Regions from separate parts of the Arachis hypogaea genome. Here region 1 is linked to region 2. A link is a contact called in public Hi-C data. All regions are on one chromosome and are shown on one strand. The core of a region is the stretch at or near the end of the contact, and the rest is flanking DNA. Distances in the headings are between cores, read along the strand shown. Region 1 holds the start of LOC112771823 (anaphase-promoting complex subunit 6). Region 2 holds the start of LOC112771138.

Evidence for each region. A called contact is a pair of places that touch in the nucleus more often than the background predicts.
Region 1: a contact with region 2 is called in a Hi-C map of an unstated tissue, with 4 times the contacts expected there. The contact joins the promoter of LOC112771823 here to the promoter of LOC112771138 in region 2. A contact is called at or near these places in 2 of 8 Hi-C or Micro-C datasets (leaf and an unstated tissue).

What each region holds. Positions count from the first base shown.
Region 1 is chr18:35,233,574-35,238,231 of arahy.Tifrunner.gnm2.J5K5, reverse strand. LOC112771823 (anaphase-promoting complex subunit 6) reads right to left here and starts at 2,906. Exons shown (of 18, transcript XM_029295181.2): 1 at 2,628-2,906; 2 at 2,007-2,112; 3 at 1,029-1,423; 4 at 561-674; 5 at 13-86. The coding sequence starts at 1,274.
Region 2 is chr18:34,986,357-34,991,309 of arahy.Tifrunner.gnm2.J5K5, reverse strand. It overlaps LOC112771138, which reads left to right and starts at 3,311. Exons shown (of 2, transcript XM_029294906.1): 1 at 3,311-3,314; 2 at 3,428-4,953. The coding sequence starts at 3,311.

The DNA.
Region 1 (4,658 bases), core at 1,657-4,156, 250 kb before region 2:
AAAGAAACTCACCACAATCGAGCCTGAGCACGGTTTTCTAGAGCTTCATATGCTTTGCCTCTTAAGAAGCATATTGCAGAGGATATCTGTTACAGCATAACAAAACATACTCACGTAAAAAGTTGAGGTAAGAAGGACATTGCTGAAATGGGAAATGACAGTTATAACAAGAAAGGTAAAAGCCATAAACCCATCATGTCAGACAAAAAACAAATGAATCCATATGGAGTTTCAAGAAAGGTAAAAGCCATAAACCCATCAGTCACCAAATCAGGTCTAGCTATATTTATCCATCCTTTCTTTCGTTTTCTCCTAACCAGCATAGCAAATATAGCCATACTTATACACAAAGATAACATGCTCATACTGTTTTAAGAGAGAATAGAAAAGAAAAACAAAAATGAAACATCTGTGTGACTACAAAATAGAAACTTGTGTTCTTTACCATCTGATTTAATTGTACAGATGAGAAAAACTAAAAAATAAAATAAAAGGAGCACGTGGTGAAATATTAAGAATATTGCAATTTACAATCAACGTAAACCCAAAAAGGATCTCACATTGATTTCATGATCTTCACAATCTTTATCCAGGTACATGACAACATTTCCATCCTCATCCACTTTAGCCTCCCCCAGCATTGACAAGCATTGATCCCACTCCTTAAGTTCCTCCTAATGAAAGCAAAACAACAACAAACATGAATGCTATTGCTAAACTAAACTATAACAGCTTCCCAAAACAAAACCATTGCTACTTTAATCAAAATATGAATTATTAAATAATATCAACAAAACTGGCTTGAAAAATTTAACTTTGATAAACTATCAATCCAAACTATCTATTGCCACATGTGCAAAAATATTCAACTTCACACTCACTGCTTCAAAAAGTCTCATATATAGAGGTAGAAGATATCATTACATAATTATACAAACCCCTTTATAATGATGGTATGTCATAAATCATAAATCACAAATAGTCTGTAATTTCATTAAATAGGCGATTTTGGAGGAGAGATAGTTTACAAGGCACTTGGCGGCGAGGTATCGGAATTGGAGATCACGGAGGACAATCTTGGAGGCATTAAGGAGGTGGAAGGCGCGGCGGTAGTGACGGCCAAGGAAGAGCGCCTGTGCCTGCATGTAGATATCAGCAGGGTCATTGGTGAAAGCAGCCACCTTGTCAGCGAAGAAGATGGCCGACGTATAAAGGTGCTTGGTCACACAGTCCCTCACTACTCCACGAAGCCTTTCAATCTCTTCCTCCCTCATTCTTCCAACTATTTGATTCAAATCAATTAGGGTTTGGTATTCACTTTAGCAAAATGAGTGCAACAGAGAGTGTGCTACGTATGTGAAATTGAAATTTGAGGGGGAGCTAAGCTCTTTTCCACTCTTTTGGTATCTATGCTACTCAAAACCTGCATTTGATTGTTAAAGAAATTAAATTTTGATTGCCAATTTAAACATGATATTAAAAGAAAAAAAATTATAAACAATGTTCAAAACAGTAAATACAGAAAGTAACATTTCAAAGAAAGATAACAAGTATATCAATACTCAATACTCTTAATTGTTATTATCCTATTCCGCAACATATGCAAGCTATAATGTACAAATACTTCGTTTCTTCTCAAATATCTGTACCATAGGCGTATCTGCATCATATACTATTAAATTAAACTTCCTAATTGTGACTATAGTTTTGATAAAATGGCCATATTTACATATTCCTATTTGTGCAAAACGGAAGGCCAGACTAGCTAGCATTAATTCTCTTACAAGAAACTAGTATAACTTGGAAAACAACAATGATAAAGCAATGAAGAGATTCTATTAGTTCCTAATAAACAAAACAATTAGATCAAAACTAAGGGTGAATTTTCAGTATTAAGGAATCAACTGTGTCCCTTGAATCTCCAATTCAATTATACCAGTAATCCAAAGAGTTGACTTACTATACAATGAATGAGTGCAGAAATAGAAGGAAAGATGAAGAGGTACCAGAGGGCAGAAAAAGAGTTAGTTTTCTTGTTCCTGCGAGTGTGAGCATGCGCTGACGCTGCGGAAATCCTTTTGCTGGTTCAGATTGCCATTTTCCTTCTCAGTTCTGATAAAGAACATTGACAATTGAGAAAGATTATCAACACAACGCGAGTGAAGAGTGAACATTGACAATTGAGAAAGATGATCAACACAGCAGAGCCACAAAACACACAACAGCACACCAAAACCCACAGCAGCAGCAGCACAGCCAGAAAATTAATAGCAGCACAAAATTAATACTACCAACAGCATTCAGCATTCAGCAACAAACAACATTTGATTTGATTTCCGTTTTTAGCATTCAGCAACAAACATTACAAAACAGCAACAAGTAATCCCTAATCACACTAAACCTGAAATCAATAAAGCTAAACAAAAATTTCAATAATGATTTAATTTCCATTTTTAACAGTAGCAAGAAAATTTCAACAAAAATTTCAGGAATTTAAAAAAGAGCAGCAGCACAAAATCAATTATTTGATTTTCCATTAATCCATTCACAATTTCACATTCAAAAATCAGCAAACAGAGCATAAAAGGAAGAGAAGAACCCGAAGAAGTGAAAGCAGTGCTACTAACCTTCTACGGAGACACGGACGGCGACCGGCGAGACGACGGCGACCGGCGACACGGCGGCGAGCTGCTCCAAGTTCGAGAGAAGCCAGGGAGGACGGGGACAGGGGGAAGGAGGACGCCGAGCTACAAGAGAGGGCCTGGGCTACAAGAGAGGACGCGGAGGCGCCGACAGCACGGACGGCGGCGGCACTGCGGCAGAACCTAGGGTTTTGGTTGGGTGATTTTGAATTTTGATTCAGGTTCAGACGGATAGTGAGTGAGGGGAAGGGGGGATGAGTGAGTGAGGGCTAACGTTGGGTTTTTTCTTTTTAAATAACGAAAACGACGCCGTTTCACAAGAACCGGTCGGTTCCCGGTCCGATCCAACCGACCGGTTCAGAGGAACATTGAGAGAGAGAGCGGGAAAAGAGAGGTACGCATACGCTAACGCTATGGTATTGGTATCAAATCAATGCATCGCTAGGGTTAAAAAAAAAAACAACATGAAATATAATTTAAATTTAAATTATTTATAGTATGATACCCTGAAATATTTCGATTTTGCCAACTAACTTGCCAAACCAAACCAATAATCAAACAATGGACAAAAGTTAGGAGTGGAATATCTACTAATTATTAAGCTGAGAAAAAGTAATTTTTAATATTTTTAAAAAAATAATTATACATAAATTATACGAGAGTAGATTGGTATCCAATTTTTTTAAATATTTTTTATTAAGGATAATCTATTAGAAATAATTATTTTGTTATTTTCATGACTTGAGCCTAAAACTTTTTATGTAAGTTGAAAAAGCTTTTCATGTCAAGTTAATTCTATTATTATTTTTTTAGCATATATTTGATATACTTGTTAAGCTAATTGTAATATTGTACCTATAATATTAAAATTGGACCAAATTGATTGCTTCGATTATAAAATCGATGAATAAGTAATCTAACTAAGGCTCAAATCAAGTGGATAAGGTTTGGATTATTCAATTTTAAATTGAATTGAATGGAAAAGAATTGCCAAATTGAATTGAATTGAATTGAATGGACGCAGGTATTCTGAATTGAATTGAATGAATTGATAATCTATAAATTCTAGACGCAGGTGTTTTAAATTTGATTTTATATATACAATATTTGGTTCATTTAGCATTGTACATTGGTTTCACTTTGACTTATATTTTCAGTTCATTCTATAGGTAGGTGTTCGAATTTGAATTTATATAATGGACAATGTTCGATTCATTTAGTATTATACAATGGCTTTGCTTTAATAATATTTTCGATTTATTCTGTAGTCCAGGTTTGTCGTGGATGAACAATTTGTCCTAAAGGTCGGGATAACTTTCAAGACATTGGAAGAAGCTGGAAAGTTCTACAAAGATTATTCTAAACTTGCCGGTTTTTCTATCAAAATAAGGAACACAATTCGAAAGGGAGATGAGATTAAGAATCAACTAATCGTATGCAGTAGAGAAGGGAAGTGGAAATTCAAGATATCTCCAACTCTGAAGACAAACCCCTCAGTCGAAATAAACTGTCCAGCCAGGATTTACGTACATATATTGAAGGACGTCGATCTTTGGACAATTTCAAAAATTGTTCTGAACCATTCACACCCTTGCTATCTAGACCGAGCAGAGATGCTCAAATAACACAGAGAGCTAAGCATGTTTATGCATCGCACCATTGAAAACAACGAGGAAGTCGGAATCAGACCGAGTATAACACCCTAACTTTTAGCACCTCATGATCATACTAAAACTCTGAGCGCTACTTACCTCTAAACCTTTTTATTATATACTATCTTTATTTAATATTGAACCTTAATACGAACCGAAATTTTAATTAAGAAAACAAAATAGTTTTTACTTTTAATTACTTAACCACGAAGATATATATATATATATATATATATATATATATATATATATATATATATATCCACATAGCATTATATACATATACTTAGTAAAAGAATTTCAATTACAAGTCCTACCCCTCCAAAAACCAAAAGAATAAACGACGAGGGTAAATAAATTCTAA
Region 2 (4,953 bases), core at 2,062-4,561:
AGCCATTCCTTTCTTTTTTGTATCATTTTTTAAGTGAGTGATTTCATAAGTAAGTAATTTTCCTCTCAGTTCATCGTAAGCCATTTGACTAATATTACCACTCTTAGATATGACTGTAGCTTTGGTTTTCCACTCTTTTGTTAGACTTCTTAGAACTTTTCTCACTAGCACTGGTTCAGAGTGTGTAATCCTCATAGCATCTAAGCCATTGATGATGATAGAAAATCTTTCGAACATATAATCAATGGATTCTCCTTCCTTCATAGAGAACATCTCGTATTCTTTACACAGCATGTCAATTCTAGTTTGCTTGACTTGAATAATGCCTTCATCTGTGACTTGAAGCTTATTCCAGATCTCCTTTGCTATTTTGCACCTTGATACCTTTCTGTATTCCTCGAAACTGATTGCACAGTTTAGCATGTTGATAGCTTTGGCATTGAGCTCTATCTTATTTTTGTTTTCATCGTTCTAATCGGCTTTAATATTGGGAATGACAACGCCATTTGTGCCGGTTTTGGTTGGGACTTGAGGACCATTCATGATGATTTTCCATATGTTGTAGTCTGCCGATTGAACAAAGATCTTCATTCTTTCTTTTCAATAGTTGTAGTTTTTCCATTGAAGAATGGAGGTCTGTTGTTTGATTGACCTTCAGTCAAAGTGTATGCCACCACGTTGGAACCATTGTTGCTTGCCATCAGGATCTTTCCTCCAAGCTGCAAACCTTGATCTCTTTGAAACCAAGCTCTGATACCAATTGATGGTAATCAGTGGCTAAGAGAAGAGGGTTGAATCTTGGCCTCCTTTTAACTCTTCTTGTAACTTTATTCTCTGATGAGGAATACAGGAGAAATTTAGGTTTTGTCTCCTGACACAAGAAGAGCCAGAATGAAGTAGCGTAGAAGAACAGTTATTGTGAGAAGTTGCTGGGTAGAGAAAACAGGAGACACTTTACTTTTATCTCCTAAGTTGAAAAACCAAAAATAGAGAAGTTGCTAGGTAGAGAAAACAGGAGACACTTTACTTTCCTCAAGCTTGTTGAATCTGAGTCGTGTATCTTTCCTTTGGCCCTAAGTTTGATTATTGACTTTTGATGAGCCATTGAGCACCTTTGACTTCTTTGTCTTGATAGTTGCATGAAAGGTGCTTGAGACATAGAAGATTTTTTTATGATTTTTCATTGAAGCACGAATGAGGAAACCACCTTTTTGTGATCTTCTATTGCATTGAGATCTTCTCTTTGTTGTAGTATTTTAACTTTTCCTTCTTGTTTGAAAATGGAAGCTAGCTTTTCATTCTTCTTTATGCCCTAGCTTTAGATCTTTTCTCTTTTTTCTTTTTTGTTTTAGAGATTGCTGTGATAAGAAAGGGAAGAGAGAGAAGAGAGAGTTTGTGGGTTCTATGAAAGTAAAAGAGGATTCAAATATATTTAAATTTGTTTACCTAGTCAGTGACTTTGTTGAAGTGAGATGAGTTTGTGTGTGGTCACCGAATTGAGCTTAGATCTTTATTTGGACCAAATTTAGTTTCCTTCATTTGACTAGAGACTTGATTTATTTCTGATGAAAGAAATTGTGATGGTAACCGTTCAAACTTTGAATTTAAGTATGGAAAGAATAGAGTGAAACAACTGAGTTTGGTATAAGGCCATAGAGTTTAAATGTCTGTGAGCTGATTTATGCTTAATGGACCAATTTTATTTTTCTTGGGTCAAATGGATCAAATGATTTTTTTGCATACTAAACAAAATATATCACACAACCAATTTGATAATAATCCTAATAATATTTGGTCATCACTTTAATCATAATTTAGTTTTCCAATATTCAAAAATAGTCATCGGAACTTGGAAGGAATTAGTTATGATGATCGCTTGAATGCCTTCGTATTTGATTATCATACATTACAAATACAAACCTGATGCACCCTATATATTCATGTAAAATTGAAAAATAAATATTTAACTAATAGTTGGTTATCAAAAAAATTAACAGTACAAGTAATCTTAATAACTTATTTCAAATAAAAGTACACAATTAAATCAAATTAATTATTAGAAATAATTTTCAAGAATTTTGAAAATGTTAGTGATAAAAAGTAGTTATAGTTCATCGTTCGGAATGGTTACTCTTGATTAGCTAAGCAATGCTTTCCATGGAGAGATTATGTGAATTGGGATTGGGTGTGAAAATCTAATATTTCAGAAAAGGCCAAATTTCTCATTTGGCTTTATCTCCATGATGCTCTTCCGACTTAGATCTTTCGGCATATATAAGTGCAGTTTGGCAGTTAATGAGATTTGTCCCAGATGTCACGAAAGGGCGGAATCAGTTGCTCACTACATTAGAGATTGTGCAAAGCTAAGGTGGTATGGAATACTCTTGATCCTTCCTTATTGAAAAATGCTAGTTTAGGTTTCTTTAGAAGCCTGAATTCGAAAGGTTATGCGTGTAAAGAAAGTGGGGGGCATGCCTAAACCCTAAACCCTAAATTATCTAACAAAAAAATAAGAATAAAAAAAATCATCTAATAATCAAATCAAATAAAAAAAGATAACTATAAAAATACAAAAGATAACCTTTGCTTCTCAAAACACACCACGCTACTGCCTTTGCTTTGCTTCTCAAAAAATTAGGTATTTTTTATTTATTTAATTTAATATTATTTTATATTTTATTATTTATTTAATTTAATTTTTTATATGATAAAAATATTATAATATTTAATAAGTATTGATATTATTGTATTTTGATAAATTCATAAAAAAAATTTAATAAATATTATAAATTTTAATATTTATCCTTCTAACTTTTTTTTTTTACATATTTTACAGAATATATATTCAAATTTTTATACAAAATAATGATGAAAAATCAAAGAATTGATGTATTTTTTAAGAGAAAGGCTAATATTCAAGAAGGGGAACATATAACTTCTACAATATTAACACTTGTAGATAGTTCTTCTACTATAATGAATCACGAAGAAAGTGAGATACAACCTCCAAAAATTCAAAGAGTTGCATCTGATGAGTTTGATCTTAATTCTTTGGAACGAGACCCTGGAAAACGGCTTCAAATTTGGCAATATCACCCAAACCAGAGAGATGAAGTTAGACGAGCTTATCTTAAATGGGGTCCATATCAAAAACATCTTGACAATTATCCTCTATCTGGTACGAAGCATCCAAGACGATTTCAATATGCTTGGTTTGGTATTTTTCCTTCATGGTTAGAGTATTCACCTTCTGAAGATGCTGCATATTGTTTATTTTGTTATTTGGTTAGCAAAAAATCCAGTGGACATAATGGGTCAGATATTTTTATTAGTAAAGGGTTTAGAAATTGGAAAAAAGTTAATGATGGAAAGAATTGTGCTTTTCTTAAACATATTGGAGATCCTTGCTCACCACACAATAATGCAGTTGGAGCATGTCTAGATTTATTGAATCAGGCAAGTCACATCCAAAATGTAATTAAGGATCATACTTCTGAGGAAATTCAAAAGAATCGATTGCGTCTAAAATCCTCCATTGATGTAACTCGTTGGCTTACATTTCAAGCTTGTGCTTTCAGAGGCCATGATGAGACTCCTGAATCAAAAAATCGAGGTAATTTTCTTGAAATGATAAAACTCATAACATCTTACAATGATGAAGTTGCAAGAACTGTGTTAGAAAATGCTCCATATAATGCTAAATATACTTCACATCAAATTCAAAAAGAAATCTTGCATATACTCTCAAACAAGGTGAGAAAGTATATTTGTGAAGAAATTGGAGATTCCAAGTTTTGCATTGTAGTAGATGAAGCTCGTGATGAATCCAAAAGAGAACAAATGGCACTTGTTTTGAGATTTGTTGATATACATGGTTTTATTCAAGAGCGTTTTCTTGATCTTGTACATGTCAAAGATACTACATCATTAACTCTAAAACAAGAATTGTGCGGCATTCTTTCTCGGCATGGTCTTGATGTCTCTAATATTCGTGGTCAAGGATATGATGGCGCCAGCAACATGAGAGGAGAATGGAATGGGTTACAAGCATTATTCTTAAAAGATTGTCCTTATGCTTACTATATCCACTGTTTTGCTCACCGATTACAACTTGCATTAGTTGCTGCATCAAGAGAAGTTATTCCTGTACATCAGTTTTTTTCAAAATTGACTTTCATCGTCAATATCATTTGTTCTTCTAGTAAGCGACATGATGAGTTACATGCTGTCAAGACAGATGAAATTGTCCATTTATTAGAGATTGATGAACTTGAAACTGGTAAAGGGGCAAATCAAATTGGTACTTTGAAACGAGCAGGTGATACTCGATGGAGTTCTCATTTCTCTTCTGTTTGCAGTTTGATAAATATGTATGGTACAACGTTGACTGTTTTACAAAAGATTATTGTTGATGGATCAACTTATTCTCAGCGTGGTGATGCAGATAGTGCTTACAATACCCTGACTTCATTTGAGTTTGTATTGATCTTGCATTTGATGAAAGATATGATGGGAATAACTGATATTCTTTGTCAAGCTTTACAAAAGCAGTCTCAAGACATAGTTAATGCTGTGCAACTAGTTCATTCTACAAAAACACTTATCCAAAGCATGAGAGATGACAGATGGGAGGAATTATTAAAAAATGTGAAATCATTTTGTGAGCAACATGATATTCTAATTCCTTATTTAACTGCTTCTTATGTTGCAAGGCAAAGACGCTCGCGTCACCAAAAAGATCATATTACAGTTGAGCATTATTTTAGAGTGGAGATATTTTTAGTCACAATTGATAAGCAATTACAAGAGTTAAATAGCAGATTTAATGATCAAGCAATGGATCTACTAAGTCTGAGCTCTACTCTCATGCCTAAAGATGCTTACAAAAATTTTGACATTGCTAAGATTTCTACTCTTGTTGATAGCTACTATCCCGAAGACTTTACTGAACAA